Linked DNA regions of Larimichthys crocea: region 1 is linked to region 2. Evidence: chromatin contacts called from public Hi-C data. All regions are on one chromosome and are shown on one strand. Each heading gives the region's core, a stretch centred on a gene start, on an enhancer-like site or on the middle of the called end of the contact. The rest is flanking DNA. Distances are from core to core; before and after follow the strand shown. Region 1 holds the start of LOC104934909 (E3 ubiquitin-protein ligase TRIM39). Region 2 holds the start of LOC104931507 (NACHT, LRR and PYD domains-containing protein 3).

What was found. Hi-C and Micro-C count contacts between places; a contact is called where the count stands out from the background.
Region 1: a Hi-C map of muscle shows a contact between it and region 2, with 5 times the contacts expected there. The contact joins the promoter of LOC104934909 here to the promoter of LOC104931507 in region 2. A contact is called at or near these places in 6 of 7 Hi-C or Micro-C datasets (all in muscle).

What each region holds. Positions count from the first base shown.
Region 1 is chrX:521,115-524,429 of L_crocea_2.0, forward strand. It overlaps LOC104934909 (E3 ubiquitin-protein ligase TRIM39), which reads left to right and starts at 1,282. Exons shown (of 2, transcript XM_010750672.3): 1 at 1,282-1,384; 2 at 1,473-3,315. The coding sequence starts at 1,482. The coding sequence ends at 3,101.
Region 2 is chrX:234,942-238,212 of L_crocea_2.0, forward strand. It overlaps LOC104931507 (NACHT, LRR and PYD domains-containing protein 3), which reads left to right and starts at 1,936. Exons shown (of 7, transcript XM_010746524.3): 1 at 1,936-2,034; 2 at 2,133-2,409; 3 at 2,841-3,271. The coding sequence starts at 2,142.

The DNA of each region.
Region 1 (3,315 bases), core at 32-2,531, 290 kb after region 2:
AGAGAAGCTATTAGGAAATGTGGGTCAACACACACACACACACACACACATAGTGAGGTTATTAATGTCATTCATGAATGAGACCGACAATCCAAAATGACGACAGCGAGGTGTGTGTGTGTGTGTGTGTGTGTGTGTGTGTGTGTGTGTGTGTGATGGATGGACTCAGGTGTGTGTGAAGCCCTGCATGCTCACTCTGTAATGGAAAAAGTTAAAACCACAAATCTAAATTAGATTGATGAAAATTTATTTAAGGAAAGTTTTTTCCCGAGCAGGGCGTGAACGTGTCGTCACGCTCATGGAACAGTTCACACAAAAGAAGAAATGTCAAAGCTCGGAAACATCAGAGGATCGCCGACGTCATGGCGGTGAAATACATCCAAAAGTTCTGAGACAGACTGAGTCACCTTCTGTACAACAAAGGTAAAAAAACAATAAAGGACATATCGGTGCAGCAATAAGTAACGTGGCAGCTGTTGGGTCATCATCTCTGAGAGGAGCCAGCATGTCCAAACAATCAAATTATTTTATCCCCATTCAGATTAGCAGAGAAAGGGGCACAAGCCAGTGTCTTATTGTAAATACAGAGGGTTGTGTCAGGAAGGGCCAAATCAAACATGCGAATCGAGTCTATGACTTCCATACCGGATCGATCGAGGCCCGGGTTAACAACGACCGCCATCGGTGGAAACTGGACTACTGTTGGTTCGAAGGAGGAGAGGAGGAAGGCGTGTTCGTAGGATGGATGCAGTGAAAGACGACATGAAGGTAGACAGGGTGAGATGGAGGCAACTGATTCGCTGTAGCGACCCCTGATGGGAAAAGCCCAAAGGAGAAGAAGATTCAGATGAGCAGAAACCACAAGTTAGCAGAAGAAGTCTCCAGTGACGATGGGCTCGCTTTCCACACCCACAGACCCTCCACTCTGCTGGAGCGATTCACTCTGTGGATATGTGCAAAGTTTCTGCTTTGCTTTGAGTGGTCACACCACGAAACTACCCAAACCAACATGTGTACGTTTTATTTTAAAAAGCTCCAACAGAACAAACGCTGCATTGTGATGAAGTCACACAGCGTGGCAACATCTGCACTCCAACAACACGTGGTGACGACGATGCACCATGTGATCAGAGCTGATCTAGTTTTCTATCAATACAAAGCGACATAACTCTTCAAGAGTCAAAAATAAATTAAAGCTTTACTTTGGACCTGAGCCAGAAGATGAAGTAATGTGACAAACTTCCCAGAAGTTTCAGCCAAACTGGTTTACCTGCAGAAAGAGGCGCAGCCACACCTGAGACTGAGTCAGAGAAGCGAAGGACGGCAAACAGAGCTGCAGTCCTGCACAGAACAGAACCGACCAGGAAGACTTCACCCAGCACCGGTGAGTACAGTTGGTTATTAATTGGTTGAGACAGTCGTAATAGATTATTGTGTAATGACAGTGTTTTAATGTGTTTTAATGTCTTCAGAGTGTCGACATGTCGGCTGCTGGCTGTCTGCTGACTGAGGATCAGCTTCTATGTGGCATCTGCCTGGACGTGTTCACCGTTCCGGTCACGTTACCGTGTGGACACAACTTCTGCAAACACTGCATCACGCAGCACTGGGGCACCAAGGTCCAGTGTCAGTGCCCCTCGTGCAAAGAGGAGTTCAATAAAAAACCTGATCTGCGGGTCAACACCGTCATATCTGAGATGGCTGCGCAGTTCAAACAGTCGGCCGGACGAAGCGGCTCACAAGATGCTAAACCGGGACAAGTTCCCTGCGACTTCTGCACCGAGACCAAAATGAAAGCCGTCAGGTCCTGCCTGGTGTGTTTGGCGTCGTACTGCGAGACTCACCTGGAGCCACATCTGACGGCGTCGCGCCTGAAAAGACATCAGCTGACTGATCCCGTGGAGAACCTGGAGGGCAGGATGTGCCCGATACACGACAAACCGATGGAGCTCTTCTGTAAGACGGATCAGACCTGTGTGTGCATGCTATGCCCCGTTCTAGACCACAAGTCGCATCAAATCATCCCGCTGAAAGAACAGTTTGAGAGAAAGAAGACCGAGCTGGGCAAGAAGGAGATTCAAATCCACCAGATGATCCATGAGAGGCGAATGAAGATCCGGGATATCAAACACACTGTGAAACTCAGCAAGGACGCTGCAGACCAAGAGAGGGAGGTCGGTGTTCTGGTCTTCAACACTCTGATAAAGTACCTGGAAACAGTCCAAGCCGAGCTCGTTGAGGTGATTGAAAAGAAGCATAAAACGACAGAAAAACAGGCCGAAGGGATCATCCACGACCTGGAGCAGGAGATCTCTGAGCTGATGAAGAGGCGCGGTGAGGTGGAACAGCTCTCAGTATCCAATGACCACCTTTATTTCCTCCAAAGCTTTGGGTCCTTGGATTCTTCTGCACTCAAAGATTGGAGGGAGGCAAACGTGACTCTTCAGTCGTTTGAGGGAATTGTGAAGGAAGCTCTGGACCAGCTGGAGGAGATGCTCGGCTTAGAGATGAAGAAGCTGCTCCACGAGGCTGAGCTAAACAGGTTCAAGCAGTTCGCGGTGGACGTGACTCTGGATCCGGACACGGCACACGCTGCTCTCATCGTGTCCGACGATGGCAAACAAGTCCATCACGGCATCGTGAAGAAGAGGAATCCCCCAGACGATCCTAAGAGATTCAATCCTAGCTGTTACGTTTTAGGAAAACAAGGTTTCTCTTCTGGAAGGTTTTACTTCGAGGCTCAAGTTAAAGAGAAGACTAGATGGATTTTAGGAGTCACCCAAGAGTCGATCAAGAGGAAGGGAATCATCCCAGTGTGCCCAGAAAACGGACACTGGACTGTGTGGTCAAAGAACAGAGGTGAATACGCAGCTCTCGTTGGCTTTCCTCTGCCTCTGTCTCTGAATTCAAAGCCAGAAAAGGTGGGAGTGTTTGTGGATTATGACAAGGGACTCGTCTCCTTTTTCGACGTGGATGCTGCCGCTCTGATCTACTCCTTCACCGGCTGCTCGTTCACTGGGAAACTCTACCCGTTCGTCAGTCCTGGGCTTAGTGACGACGGCATAAATTCTGCCCCTGTGATCATTTCTACCACCAAGTGACTAAAAAGAAGAAGCTGAATGCTCTTTGTAAATACATTGCTTTATTTAGTCTGGTTAAATTTGACTTCATTTGTTTGAAGATCACAGTTTGTAGAAGTAACCGTGACTCTTTGACCCAATGCATTCTGGAGCAGTTCATTTGTGTTGTGATCCAACCTCGACCTGACGCAAACCACAAAGCCTGCTCGGACTGACCTCGATGCAGAAAAAGGAA
Region 2 (3,271 bases), core at 686-3,185:
ACAGAGGGAATCATGTGGTGGTGGAATGGGAAGGGCTAAATGTCACCAGAGAGTCATGCAGACAGGCCTGACAATGGCAGGATGAATGGATGTAGGAAGATGCGTTAGAGAGAGAAATGTTCTTTACACCCAACATGTCTTCGAGATGGATGTAATACTCTCCCCAACAAACAGTAATACACCCCTGGCCTCTCTGTAATTCCCCACCAGGTGGTTTATGTCATGTTATTTCATCGGATGAGCATTGAGGACTTCCCTCTGAGATTACTGAAGGACTTTGACCTGTGTTTTCCTGTCAAAGCTTTATAGACACAGTAAAACTCTGCCAGGACTGATATAAGAAGTTGGAGGAAGGAGAAGAACGAAACTTGTCTTGTCTCTCTTGTATGAGATATGTGATCTAGAATGTAACCTTAATTTTAAAGCATTTGTTACATACATTTAAGACATTTTTATTTGATTTTTGTCAAGACAAACCTGCTGGGATGTCGTTCTTTGGAGTAACTTGAGTAAGTAATTTTTCTGAATCTCTTAACTTAACTGTGTCCTAATTTACAAACACCATTATGTTTTTTATGCACTTTTTTTTTTGTTGCATATTTATGCATGTTAGTCTGTGAACCGATCAGTGTTTGTCGATGTTAAATCATGTAATAGCTACAAATAATCCTGGTTGCTGGCTGGCTGTTACAGTAGATCGAATTAGGGATCCGAGCTTAGTGGAAAGCAGTTTATTTTCCATGGTGAGCTCATGTTACACTGCTATGCACCAACTAAAACAAAAAAACACGCCTTTAATACCTCAACAGAAAAGTAATAATGACTTTTAAACTGATAACAAAGAAACAACGTTTCACACCATGTTAATAGCTGACTGTCTAACACACTTTTACCCATTTATTATTGTACATAAATAATATAGAACTTACCTTTAAGTAGCTTTAAAGTTATCAAGTAGCTCTATGATGTTTACAGTGAATGACATATTCAAACCTAACACTTTCCATCATCTGGAAATATTCTCTAATGTCTTCTGCATCATTTTACACCCAAAGTTAAGCCGAAATATTTAGAATATTTAGTATCTTGAATAAGATGTCTAACACGAGCAAGAATGTTTTTGGTTTGCTGCAATAATGTGAAACACGTCATATAAATTTATCATAAACTCTTTGCTGATAATGAGATGGTTCTGATGCAGACATTGGACTTCTATTTATTAATTATTAATTGGCATGAACTACATTCAAATAGCCAGTCGTCTAGCTGATGGACTTGTTTGTTTATGTAGGCGATTATAGAGGCATAAGTCTGTTTCATAATCAAACTTCTAGTAGTATTATGTTTCACATTTTTAATGCCAATGATTTCCGTTTTTCATTACTAATATTTGACCTGGATCAAACTGGGATGAGGTTACGCGTTTTTTAAACCACAGAGAAAACAAATGAGTAAAAAAGGAAACCGAAAGTAGATGACTGATAACACACCCCTCCTTCCACCATGCCTTCCACAGTATTCCCCCGTTTTCCCGTAAACCATAATAGTCTTATCAAAACACGTCATTGTTATCATAACTCCATCCTGGATAATGACAGGACTCACGAACAGTGAATAAGCCAATGATTAACTTTTATACAAAAGCTTTACCGTAATATGTTTTATTACACAATGACTCTAATTTTAAATGCTCACAGGTCAGAAGATGATGACTCTTTTACAGTATATGATAAGTGGTGAGTGATGATGATGACTTTTGTTGGTCATTTTACACATTTAACTCCTCCTCTGTACTTTACAGTGGAAACCACACATGTAGATACCGCCCGTTCATCTTCTCTGCGCTTCAGACAAGGCGGTTGCAACTAAAAATATAAAGTTTGGTTGATTTTTGTTGGTATTTTCCCCAAAAGGTGCAAACTGGAGTTCCTGTTGTGAAGAACCTGGAATAAGAAATGATTGTGGACATTTGAGACCAGCACACTTAAATCCACCTAGTGATTTACCAACACCCATAGAGCTCACACCACACAGGTAAATACTGGTGACATATCAGGGGGAATTTGTTTGAATGCAAGAAGTAATTAGTGACCTTGCATGAACAACAGTGGTACACTGGTCTGGTCTTACAGGGAGCAGAGATGGTGAGGGTTGAAGAGCTGCTTGCTGACACTCTGGAAAATTTGGGACGTGAAGAGCTAAAAAAATTCAAGTGGAAACTGCAGGTCGGAGATGGCTTTACCCCAATCAGAAAGTACCGGCTAGATGGGGCGGACTATCTGGAGACAGTAAATGTAATGGTGCAGACACACAACCAGCAGGCTGTGGAGGTGGCCCAGAAGATTTTAAGCAAGATGGGGAGGTTAGATCTGGTGGAGAAATTGTCAAAAAGATGCTCAGAACCACAAGGTAAGCCATGAACTGTGAAAGGCAGCATGGTGCCCTTCGTTTTTTTGTTTTGGAAGTCTCATGTATGTGGTTACAAACCAGCGAATGTCCTATGAGGAGCAGCTGGCAGCTACAAGCTATAAATGTGGTTGACTGTTTCCTTGAAAACAACAATGGTGACTATCAAAGGTCTTCATTGAAAGAAGAGCCAAAATGGCACTGACTGCTTGCATTGATGCAAAACATGTATTTGTTCTTCTCCTTACTGTTTGACTATGTTATGTAGTTTGTTGATCTGATAGATGATGACAGAAAGTTGGGTCATCCAACAATGACTTCCTAGATGGTCGTCTGTAGTCGTCAGATTAACAAACATTGGGTTGGGGTTCAAATTTTTAGTAAACTGCTTTAGTACACTGACTTTGCTATGGATGCCATTTTCGTCCTCACAGGTGACGAGACTCCAGCGCCAGAGCCTCCAGAACAGATCATACTGTACCAACGCAATCTCCAGTCGAACCTCCAGAACAGGTTTAGATGTGCTCAAGAGGGCATGACGGAGAGGAAGGATGAGCAGTGCCTGAGTGACATCTTCACGGAGCTGTTCATCACAGCCGGGGGGGAAACACACATCTATGAGCAACATGAGGTCGTGCAGATTGGGATGATAAAGGGAAGGGTAGCAGAGACGGAGAGGCCAATTCAACCGAGTGACATATTCAAAAGCCCTACTGGAAAACAGAAAGCCGTAAGAATAGTGCTGACGACTGGAGTTGCAGGAATTGGCAAAACAATCCTTGTAAATAAGTTTGTGCTGGACTGGGCTGAGCAGAGAACGAATCAAGATGTGCACCTGATATTCCCCTTCACTTTCCGTGAACTG